Regions from separate parts of the Mus musculus genome. Here region 1 is linked to region 2. A link is a contact called in public Hi-C data. All regions are on one chromosome and are shown on one strand. Each heading gives the region's core, a stretch centred on a gene start, on an enhancer-like site or on the middle of the called end of the contact. The rest is flanking DNA. Distances are from core to core; before and after follow the strand shown. Region 1 overlaps Btbd9 (BTB (POZ) domain containing 9). Region 2 overlaps Btbd9 (BTB (POZ) domain containing 9).

Region 1 (6,046 bases), core at 187-2,686, 230 kb after region 2:
GAAAGCATGCTTTTGTTTTTTAAGATGTAAATAGGCTTGAGAGAAATAAGAGGGTACCAGGAGAAGGGACTCATGGGACAACTTTTAAAATTTGGGCTTAAGGCTAATGGTCATGTCAATTAATATGCTAATGAATAAGGCTTCCAGAGTCTGGTCTGCTGCTTGCCAAGTTCTCTGATGAGTTAGTGGCAACAGCCATCCTGTGCCCCTTGCTGAGCCAGTATGCTAAACAATGTCCTAACTGCTTTCCAGAGGGAACACCACCACCCAAGGTATGGGAGACAGCCCAGAGGGAACACTGACAGACAGAAGGCTGTGTCCATCTGTCTTTGTGTCCCTCCAAAGATCCACTCTGAGGACTGCCTACCTTCAAGCAGAGAACCAAAGCCACCAGCAACCCCCAACCCCCCACCCCCACCCACCCCCGGTCAACAATGGGGAATGCTTTATCCAAAAGGCAAACGCTGCGAAAGAGAAGTAGAACTATCTAGCAAGAAATGACAGATGGGTCTAGACACATAAGGTAAAGGACAGACTCGGCTCTGGTGACTCTCTGAATATTCATAGAATCTATAAAAGTCCAATTCTTTCAGAACGCAGTCTGTTAGGAATGAATATGCAACTGTACCAAATAAAAACACTGGATTTCTCCAAAAGTACACAAGGAGGGAATTTTCCCACCTCCAAGTGCTGTCACACATCGCTGCTGGATAAAGGATTATCTGAAGTTCATATTGACTTGTGATTTATACTCTCTAACTCAGGGCTCAAGGATTTCTCCCCTCCCTTCAAATGGATTCCCTCTCGAAACATTTCACTCAGCACACAAGATGATGCATACTCCACAGATGTTTCTTTTCTAACTTAATTTTTTTTTATTAATTATGTGTGCAGTGTGTCTGTGTGCGCACCTGAGTGCAGTTGCCATGGAAGTCATTAGTGCAGGGGTTTTGAGCCATCTATAGCCATCCCTGACTCTGCAAAGCAAACTGGGTACCTCATGAAGCCTAGCTGATGGCCTTAGCTACTAAGCCACCTCCCCAGTCTTTCAGGAGATGTCTCATAGGTGTGCTGTTGGAGCTAGCTAACTCTGAGATCAAAATGATCAGGCATACTGGGTCCTACATAGGGGACACTGGGCAGCAGTGTGGACGAAAAGCTTGTCCTCAAGTTCCCTCGTTCAGTATGTGGAAAGAGAAACTAAGAGACAGGAGCAGAAGATCAGGAAAGGGGCCCATACGGAGAGAAGAAAACTGCAAAGAATACTCAGGGAGAGAAGGACAGTCGATGAGGATGGCCAACCCTCAGCACCACATCACAGCCACTCATGCCAGAGGATTCCAGACACTCTAGCTACTGGGTAACAGCTGGGGCCCAGCTCTTTTCTCCATTCCAGGCAACACTGAAGTATTATTCAAGACCTAATTAGGCAAGCCTGGCTAGAGTAAACTACAGGCAACTGGCAGTGCAGCAAGCCAGCTCTGCAGAGGAGGAGTTGGGTAAGGGCATGCTTCAGGCACGTGAGAACAGATGGGTTTAAGACTAAGGTGCCCTCAGTCTCACACTCCTGTTGCAACTTGTTGCCTCTAGAGGAACACTGTCAAGTCACTTTTCTATGAACAAACATCTCTAGAGAGACCAAGAATCAGGTAACTCCCAACAAATGACCTGGGCCAGAAGTCTGATCATTTATAACAGAAGCTACCTTCCTGTGAGAGTCTGGCGGCCTGCAGCACCTGTCTTTGGTACCCATAGCCAGATCCCAGCCATCTCGGTCTTCTCCAGACTTGCACAAGGTTATCAAGGACAAGCCACAACGTCAGAACCAGTCTGTCATCTACACTCCATATTCATGGGCAGAGGAACACTATAAATACTTCCAAACAGCAGACTGTACCAAGGAGCTGAACAGAACATAAATAAGTTGCTTCATTATTTAGAGGCAAAGATACTTCTCAAAGCCGCATGGTTCTCTTGATCTGCTCCATAGTACTAACCAACAACAAAAATACAGAGCAGGGAGCAGCCCATGAGCACTGGACAGAACGTTCTGTTTACAATCCTCTGCCAAGCAGTACCCTGAACCCTTCCGCTCACAGCCCGAACCCAACAGTAACAGAGAGCAGGCATCAGAGGGAGAGCGGGTGTCAACTACTGACCCTGCACACATTCAATTTAATAAAAAAGTTCTTCTCAGACCAAGAAGACAACAGCAACACTCCTAAGCTTCACTTTACATAGTAAGTGCATGGGTGTCACTTTGATCTTGGCCATGTCTGTTGTTGACACCAGGCCAGTTATAGGCTCCACAGTGATTTTTCTTGCAAAATTACACACAAAACAAATGGGGTCCATGGGTATAAATTCCACAAAACAAAAATCTGTACACTGAATGAAGTTAAATTTTTTTAAAGATTTATTTATTATATATAAGTACACTGTAGCTGTCTTCAGACACTCCAGAAGAGGGTATCAGATCTCATTACAGATGGTTGTGAGCCACCATGTGGTTGCTGGGATTTGAACTCAGGACCTTCAGAAGAGCAGTCAGTGCTCTTAACCGCTGAGCATCTCACCAGCCAGAAGTTAAATTTTAACCATACCAAATCATATAGCATTTTTAAAGACACACACACAGTAACAAGTGGCAGAGTCTCTGGGGTCTTTGGTGATGGCCTCTGCCAAGCCTGCCTTCTGTCAGCACTCTTCTCTTTACTAAGCCAACACTACTTAGGTAACACAACAGAGCAGAGGAAAAAAAAATACTATTAACAAATTAAGTACTCTTGTCTCATGCTCTTCAGAGGAGTGTGCCAAGCCCAGCACATTCGTCACGGCAGTCTTGCAGTCTCGGAAGCACGGTGCCCAGGGACCGCCTGCTCTGCATTCAGCACACAAATCACTTTGACTGTGATCATATGCATTTATCTTTATTTTTAAAATCTCCTCATTGTTGCCAATGGCACTTGAGCATTATTATTACTAATCCAGCTATTCCTAATAACAGTGTTTAAGTAACTTGTCATCTTGGGAACCTTTACAGACAATAGCTAATTAATTGTCAAGCATTTAATGTAACAGAATTCTAATCTCCAACCTCTGAAGCAGGGTATTTATTTGTTATTATGGCAAAACTTTTGTTGGAATTGCTTATTTATGTAATATATCTTCTCTATCAGCTCAATTCTAATTTCTCTATCTGCTTCTGTAAGTAAAATAAACCATCACATGCACAAAGACGCGGACAGTGCACTTCACACACAGCAATGAATCGCTCGCGACTGCTTTTATTCACACTACAATAGATTCTTTATTATATGCAGGAAAAACAAAACAAAACACCATAGATTATATCTCTTGTTTGCAAGATATGCTCACAGAGTTTCGATAGGAACAAGAACCTGAAGATGCAGCATGCTATGTCTTAGTGTGCGAGGGAACATGATACTCTGTTGACATCTTGTTCCTACTATCAAACAACCAGGGAGGTTCCCAATCAGGTGTCAGAGAAGCCATGTAAGCTTCCTGGTGAAACGTCGCCACAATCTTCAGAGGCCTCATCTTTAGTCTGCCAAACAGCTGAGCTGAACACTGCGCTGACAGTTTTTAAACTTGCAATAGTCATTTGAAATCAATATTTAAAAGGTATAAACAAGATCATTTTTGTCTGCAAATCTCCTCACACACATAACCCCATCCTTTCCATATGACAATGCAAATGGTCTGAATCCACCAAAGAAGAGAAAGGTGTCAAAAGACAGGAGATAGAATCCCTTTCTCCTGCCCTTAATGAGGTCTCCAGAGCCAAAGGCAAACAAGTAACAAATGGTACCTTCCACATATTGGGGGTGGGGGTAGGGAAAGCTTGTCATCTGAAATTAATTGAACTTAGCCATGCCAAGAAAACACTGGTAATAAACCCTCCCCATCTAAATTAAGGGTTTTATACCATGAAAAAAATTTATGGCAGTAATTTCATCTGGGTTTTTCAAGAAGTGCTTGCTGATTTTCTTGTACTCAGTAGAGAAATCCCCAAGGAGCCATGTAGACTGCAATAAGGCAGCCTTCTAAAGAGACACCATTTAATTTCTCACTCCTCCTCCTGCACCATCCACACACTTCTACTTTGTTCTGGCTCAGTATTAACTCCCTCAACACAATCCTCCTCCCTGAACTCTCAGCAGCATCTCCCGATGCTGGTACACTGGTACTGGACCCGCAAGTCCCATCCTCCAACACTAGAATATTAGGGTCAGGCAAGAGCCACAGAGGCCCTTGGAGCTCACACATTCAAAACTCTGGGTTCCAGTTTGCTTGGTTTTGCTTAAGTTTCTTAATGACAAAAAGCCACCCTGATAAAGAGCAACAAAAAGTTGTAACTTCCAAGTAAACCCACCCCTCAGCTCCTTTAATGTTGGCATCAAAATCTGGCAAGCAATCTCAATTGCCAATCTCTAGGTCCTCCAAGCAGCCAGTAACAAAACCATGCACTGTGACTCGTAAGGGGTCTGCAAGCCTTGGCACCAAGCCTTCCTGCAGACCAAGGCACTCTGCACAAAACAGGTGTGGAGTTCTCTCAATACTATCCAAAGGGACTGCTGTGATTAATAAATTTATTAAAAACCAGAACTAACACACAGTAGCTCTTTTGGGGCAGTTTCTCAATCAATAAATGCTGTATGTAAAAGAGCTAATTCATATTACTAAAAATATTTTTGCTGTCAATATGAGTTTTATGTTGAGAAAGCAACTAACACATGTTAGTGTTTGGGTACACAGAGAGGCATCAGACACTGGCTTAGCCCAGAGGCAGGCACAGTAGGCGTTAGACACTGGCTACCACAGAGGCCAGGATGGAAGTCTTGGCCTCTTAGCATCTATTCCTTCTTTCATGGTGGTCCTCACCAGCTTACAGTTCACCCACATCTTGATATAAAGAGAGCAAAGTTCTCAAAGCATCATCTGGGGAGTCCCAGAGAACACTTCAAGAGGTCCATGGGATCAAGAGTTCTTGACTGTGAAGAATTGATGAGTGATTGAGCTTTCTCTGGCTGTATGACCGCTGGCAAGCCAGGTAAGAAACAATGTAAGAATCCAGATGTCTTTACTTCCTGGGCAGCTGTGAGATTTATAAGGCCACTCTCCTGATGAAATATATTTTTTTATTTTAAAACACAACCATTTTTCACACACAGTGGGCTCATGACTGTATTTGAAGTTAACTGATAAATAAATCTTGATAGATAGATTCCACACAAGTTCTCTGGCATGCTAAGTAGCTCGTAAGAGTGTGAAGCAGCAAGAGTTTGAGAAGGCCTGTCAGAGGCTGCAGCCTGAAACGCACTGCGTCTCCTACAACTACGATGAACCTCTGATACACACAGCAAGCTGGACGGTCAGACGGAGGGGATGCAAGAACAGGACCAGCACCTGCAGGTCTCCATGTTTCCTCCTAAAAAGGTACTCTGTAATTCCACTAGAGAGGGAACCTTCCATGCCTCCTTCCAGGGCCATGGCTTCTGACATGAACCATGAATAATAATGTTCCTTCATTTTACTACCCACAAAACAATATGAGCACATTAATGGGCAAATTAAGATTTGTCCATGGTTGTATAGTCTTTGTGTCTAGCATTTTGGAAGCAAGGTGAATTTTTAATTTAACCTTTTTTTAGTGCTGCTTTAAAGAAAAGCCCTTTCCTTCATGACCAGGCTTCTGAAATTTCCCAACTGCCCAGTATCATTTACCAGATGGAACAGAAGGGCAGGAGAGAGGGCCTGAAGGGAATCCTCAGCACATTGTCAAAGCATGCCTTCAGGGCTAGGTGGCAAAGTGAGTGCACGGCAAACAAGCACCCCCTGAAGAAATCCCCAAAGCAAATAGGCTGACAGCAGCTTTGTAGAGCTGAAATGGCTTCATCTTCTGCAGGTCTTGCTCCTGCACGGCAGGGGAACAGGATGGCTTACTGAGCACACTGTGCACCCACAGATGCCTGAAGGTTGTTTGGAATACACAGCATCAGACCATGAGAGCTATTAGAAATAG
Region 2 (5,955 bases), core at 2,878-5,377:
GCATGCTGGGAGCTGCAAGCTGGCGTGGGGCTGGGAGGGAGGCCGTGCTGTTGCTTAGCTTTGGGAACTAAAGGGAGAGAGAGAGAGAGAGAGAGAGAGAGAGAGAGAGAGAGAGAGAGAGAGAGAGAGAGAGAAACGCACGCACAGGAGGTCAGAGACTTCCAGACACAGCCGACTCCTGAAAACCAAACTGCTAGAAAAAGAAGAAACACAAGTATGTGTGACAAACTCAAATGCTGTTTAGAGAAAGCTGGTGACAAACCTTTAAACCTTTGGGCACCACAAGGTGAAGCAGCAGTTTACAGTCAGTCGGAAGGAATCGGTTTTAAAGAAAACGGAAGAAAAGCAGCTGCAGCCGCGGATGGACGCAGTGACAGGTGCTGCGGAGAGCACGGTCCTGCGGAGAGCACGGTCCTGCAGTGACCCTCCACCTCTGGCAGGCCGAGGAAGTCGTGGGCTCCAAGCAGCTGTCGCCTGGCCCTCACACACGGGTGCCCACAGAGGCTCATGGGTCCTCTAGGAGATGCTGTTTTTCTCAATGTACAGCAACTGCTGAGCCCCAGTTCTGACCAATTTGGTCCTAGGGTAGAGCCCAGCAGTTTAGGGCTGGGGAGAGCACTCACCACAGTGAGCAGAGCTGCCTCGCTTACTGGGACGCCTGCCATGTACGGGGTTTTGACAGTGGAACAGTGTCTGCATCCATGGTCAGGAGCACAGATGCCTAGAGTGAGCCTTAGGGAACGCTCCGGAGAACTGGTCCTCATACTACAGAGAAGGCTGCACGTACCAGGCCCTAAAGAGCTCAAGGCAGACAGGATGAGTGTGGCCTTCAGACAGACAGAGGGGACCACTGGAGGACATCTAGGCCGGGGTCTGGCCCTAGGATTTCACTGTGGCACCTGCCTTCCACGGGCTCCGGTTACCTCTCTGTGAACACTGTGCCTGGCTCGATCAGCGGTGTTCCCAGGTCAGGGCAGTCATATGCAGCCATCCCTGGATACCCAGGATGCTTATGAACGCGTGTGAAATGTCCCCATGTGTGCAGCTCCCGGGCTTCACCACACACCGGCAGCCGTCCCTTTGATGCCAAACACCTTCCAGTTTGTCCAAGGGCCTCTAGAGGGCCTGTAGTTGAAGGGCTCTGGTCTCAAAATGAAGCTGCAGCCCTTACATTTGAGGGCAGCCGTGCTGGGCCTGACTTTGGGGAGGTGGCCTCCTGTTTCTGCAACTTATATGGAAATGGTGGGGGGAGCTATTGGCTCGAGCAAGTGTGACCCCACAAAGGGCCTTGGAAATGTTCCTGACCCACGTCCTCCGCCCCCACCCCCTCCCGCCAGGCACTTGTGGGCCTTGCACAAGGTGAAATGGGTAAGTCCTGCCTTCTCTTTGCTTTGGAGCTGGTGCCATTCAATTTCTTTCCTCGGAAGCTTCCCCAGACCACAATACTCCTCGGGAAGGATGTGACCAAAAGTGAATGAGGCGTACCGGGCAGAGCCATGCTTGTGATTTATGCAAAGCCATTACCATGGTCTCCGCGTCATTTTCCCTTCAACTTTTCGGCAATCGTGTATCCCATTAGCCTGTTTGATTGCTCTGCTCAGGAAGGGGCACCTTCGCTGAACCATCTTCAGAGGCCCAGATCTCTCCCCAGAGAGGAGCCGCCAATTTGCAATGTAGTCATGTATATGGATCGGACCCAGCCTCCCTCACACCCGGTGTCCTTTCTTGTGGCTGTTTATTAGCACAATGGCAGCCTCTCTGGGAGCTGTAATCCTGGTGTCTGAAATGCTCTGGCAGGCCCCTTCTGGGAGCCTGTACGTGGGCTGGCCTGGCACCTTCTGAAATTCTGAGGATTCCTCCATCTTTCAGTTAAACCACACGCTAACTTTTTCAATGTTTTTACAGGAGAAGGCGAAGGGGGAGGGGAAGGAAGGAGTGGAAGGGGAAGGAGAGGGGAGGAGAGCCCACTGTGAACTGCAGCAGAAACTGAGAAAAGGGAATAAATACTGATCAATGACTTTGTTTCTCAGCTGAGGGATTTGCACAGAGCACGTTCCTGCCAAGCAGGACAGACAGCATTTCCGATCCACACTTCTGTCCTAGGTACATGTCTTTATAAAACCCAGCCTTCCTCTCACTAGCTGCCCACAGGTAGATGAAGGCTTAAGGACTGTCCCTCCATCCCAGGACCGCACCCATCACCATGTCAGCCATGAGCCAGCCCCATTATAGCAGCCAGTGACCTCTTCTGCTCACCTCGGAGACCCGAAAGCCCACCTCCAGTGACATACTTCCTCCAACTAGGCCGCACCTCCTAATCTTTCCAATCTTTTCAAATACTATAGCTTTCCAGTGACTAAGCATTCAAACACAAGTCTTTCGAGGCCATTCTTATTCAGGTCACCACAATGCTATTTTCAAACAAGGGACGACTTAACAGGGAGACATCTGGGGGAGAAGAGTGGGGACAGGGTTTCATGAAGCCCAGAATGGCCTGAAATTTATACACAGCTGAGGGTGGCCCAAAACTCCTGATCTTTCTGCCTCTACCTTCCAAGTGCTGGGTTAAAGGCGTGCACCTCGGTATGAAGGCGCACGTATTATTTTCTATGAGTATTAATTTATCCCTGGGTATGGAATTAAGATTCTGCTGACAATGCTTAGGCCTGGCACCGCTCCCTCCTAACCACAGAGAGCTACAACCCTACTGTTTGGAAAGTTCTGGAAAAAAAGTAACCTTTCCTTAGGTAGAGCTACAATCGTTTTCCTCCTCTTCTTCCTCCTTCTGTTTAATGTGTTTCTGAGTCGCCTTCTGACTGGGCTGAGAGTCACCTAGGAGACGGGTGTCCTGTGGAGGCATTTCCAGAAGGAAATGCCTGACTGAGTGACGCTGCACCCTGACAGTAAGCGCCACCCTGGCACCGCACCTGAGTGCACGTGGCCCAGCGACTGCAGCTCAACTGTTCCTTCTGGGAGCCATTCTTAGCCCTCCGGTCAGAGGACACAGAGCCTAAGCAAGGTGAGGGAAGGGCCTCTTGTTAGTCTGTGGGGAAACTTCCAAGTCATTTAAAAGCAAAGCAAACGCACAGAAAAGAGTGGGGAGAATCCGTGGCCCCAGGGTTTCTGGGATGCCTGAGTCCCCAGTCCTGGCAGATGTGACCTGGCCAGGGCTTACTCCTACAAAGGTCAACAGTAAAGTGACTTGGGGTCACGAAGTGGTGGGGGAAGGTGGCACAGTGTGGCCTGTCTTTTCTTGCCTCCCTGCCACATGCCAGCTGGTTCTCCTGTGGTCCCCTCAGCCTTTCCACAGGCACTTAACCCCCACTGAGTGCCTCGCTGCTGAGGTCTGCTACCTTCCCAGATCCCACTCTGCACTTCTCCTCCTCCCTCCATCTTCTCACAAGTGCCACATTGCCCTCTCCTCCCAGGACAAGAGGACACAACCTTGAGCAAGACTCCAGCTCTCCCTCCTCCCTCCTCTTCTCACTAGTGATCCCTGAGAGCTGACTCTTGGACTCCTGCACAGACACTCTGTCCCCACTCACCCTGTGGAGGACTGTGTGTGCCATGCCATGGTCTCCACTCTCAGGAGCTGCAGTGCAGGGCATAGGCCTACTCCTCTGGGACCACTCCCCAAGTCCAGCTGTCTGTGCACCCAGGCTGCTGCTGCCCTCACACTGCACACAGTACCCTGTCCATGGTAGCACATGAGCCTGTGTGTGCCAGGGTCGGTTCATGCTGTACCCTCCAGGAGTACAGTCTCTCTGGAGGAATAGGGGCTGCAGGCTGGAGCTGTCCATTGCAGGGCAGGGCTATCTTGTGCAGGGCAGGGCTATTTTGTGCAGGGTGGGGCTGTCTTCTCTATTTGCTCTGAGTCTGCAGCTACCTGCTGTTTGCTGCATGTCTGCCACTGCAGGGCACAGAGGGCCTTCTGGGCCCAGATGTCTCTGGGGAGAACTCTGAAGGACAGTCCTGCAGGGGATCAGGGCACACGCCAGAGGAGGTCTGGGAAATAATTATCTCAGGCCAGCAATGAACATTTATTTAGTTTTTCCAGAGTCTGTCTCCCTGGCTTTATTTTTCCACTAAAGCCACATGTTGCTATGGGAACGAGGCGGTACTAGGATCCCAGAAGCACTCGCAGGCCCCTCAGCCTGGAAGGCAGCTCAAGCAGCCAAATGCAGACCCTGCCCTGCTGCTGCTGGCCAGTGAGACCCTCTTGCAGCAAGCTCATAGCTGGTTACCATTCCTGGCATGGACACAGAGTGGGATGACCTGCAAGCCCTCATCTAGATGCTCTCAGGATGCTCAGAGAAACCCTACCCTTCGGCCATCCCTAGGCATGCCCGCATCAGGACCACAGCAGATACCCTGTCCCCCTGTCCACCATTTGAAACATGACTTAGAAATAAATGTTACTCGAGTACAGGGCTCTTCAAGAGGGACACTCTGCTAGACAGAGAGGCTGTAGTTCCTAGACATGCTCAAGCTCAGCCCCACAACACCCCTCCGCTAGCATGTTTGTTGCACAACGCAAGCCCATGAGCATATGATGCAGTTACCCGAGGTATAGGCCAGGGTGGAGCAGTGCCCACTTTGGCATCTCACTATCTCTCATGATTTTTAGGGAGACACAGCAATCAGATGTTAGGGGCCACCCTAACTTGATGTAACACTGTCCCTGGCCCCGTCCCAACTCTTAGGAAAGTGACTGTTCATCATCAAGAGGCAGACCATGGTACAGAAGTTCCAAGAGGATGTCTAGGGAGGATCTCCCGGTACAGAGTACTTATCTATATCACAGTTAATGAGAACTATACACACTTAGCCACCACCGAGGTGTGAGAAGAGCTCTCCTGCCTGACCTAAGCCTTCCTACCCAGGAATTCCAGGCTGTTAGAGACAGTGGCTGTCCCCTTCCTGACCTTTGCCTTAGCAGGGTTCTTACATGAAATCTCTCCTAGTCTGTGGCGTACGGAAAGGGGATCCTACTATCTGAGATCCTTGGTGTCCTTTAGCCCACTGTGACGTGCATCCAACATGGATGGGACCACTGTGTTGACCGCCAGTTCTTCTGTGGATAGGTGGGAACTGGGCCAACAGGGAGGAGAAGCAGGGCTTCCTAAAGGACTGCAGAAGGCTGGAGGGAAGCATGCTCAAATGGGTGACTAAGAGACCAGAACCTCTACAGATGGAGCAGCTGCCATTGCCCAGAGCTGCCTAGATTTAAGGTAAAGGGGGAGTTACCACAGCAGACAGGTGCTAAGCCTCTGGATGAAGAGGGCCTGGCTGGACACAGTCCAGTCATGGGCACAGACCCCTCCTCAGTATCTGCCCTCTGTTATTCTAAGCCAGCTGGATGTTCGAGGGTTAAGGCAGAATCTACCATGGAGGCTGAGACCTTGTTATCTCATGGGCTCTAGGCTGTAGAGACTACAGAGAAGTCCCTACAAGGAGCGTCTCAGCCACATCCATACTGACTAGGACACCCTGTCCCCATCCTGGCTGCTCACAACCCCACTCTGGCAAAGCATCAGGGTGCTCATGGTCTCCTTCCTTTTATGAACACAGTGGCTATTTCATGGCCAATTAAAGAACAAGACCCAGGTCCTCCTGTGTACCATGACAACAGCAGCATCAGTACATGCCTGGGGTACAAGAACTCAGCTGAAGGAAACAAGTCCTATAAGAACTCCACATCCATATCCCCCCAGATTCATACAGTGTGACTGACTCCACCCCTGAGGAACAGCACCAGAAGGCAGGGCCTTTGAGGGCCACTAGGTTTAGAAGGGATCATGGGGCTAGAGCCCTGTGGTTAGTGTCCTCACAGAAAGGGGGGAACCAGAGCTCATGGTAATTCCACTTCCAGGGATATGTCCCAAAAAAGGCCACTCAAGGGAAGAGAGATGAGCCATCTTCTCTACCAGGAAGACTGCGTGCACTGCACCTTGG

What was found. Hi-C and Micro-C count contacts between places; a contact is called where the count stands out from the background.
Region 1: a Hi-C map of cortical neurons shows a contact between it and region 2, with 2.9 times the contacts expected there. The contact joins two enhancer-like sites. A contact is called at or near these places in 3 of 39 promoter capture datasets (the 3T3-L1 cell line, hippocampal neurons and liver), 6 of 15 datasets of contacts at CTCF or cohesin (embryonic stem cells, large pre-B cells, pro-B cells and 1 more), 96 of 484 Hi-C or Micro-C datasets (the 3T3-L1 cell line, 8-cell embryo, B cells and 44 more), 9 of 115 datasets of contacts at active chromatin or transcription factors (astrocytes, differentiating embryonic stem cells, embryonic stem cells and 4 more) and 1 of 9 other capture datasets (embryonic stem cells).

What each region holds. Positions count from the first base shown.
Region 1 is chr17:30,457,070-30,463,115 of GRCm38.p6, forward strand. All of the region lies in intron 6 of Btbd9 (BTB (POZ) domain containing 9), which reads right to left. Among named protein-coding and RNA genes, the nearest start is that of Btbd9, 120 kb to the right of the region's middle. Within about 2 kb of position 1,437, at least 32 of the 459 cell types and tissues checked have an H3K27ac peak or open chromatin away from gene starts, as enhancers often do. A contact at or near this core is called in cortical neurons, where this site is marked.
Region 2 is chr17:30,221,459-30,227,413 of GRCm38.p6, forward strand. All of the region lies in intron 10 of Btbd9 (BTB (POZ) domain containing 9), which reads right to left. Among named protein-coding and RNA genes, the nearest start is that of Zfand3, 220 kb to the left of the region's middle. Within about 2 kb of position 4,128, at least 14 of the 459 cell types and tissues checked have an H3K27ac peak or open chromatin away from gene starts, as enhancers often do. A contact at or near this core is called in cortical neurons, where this site is marked.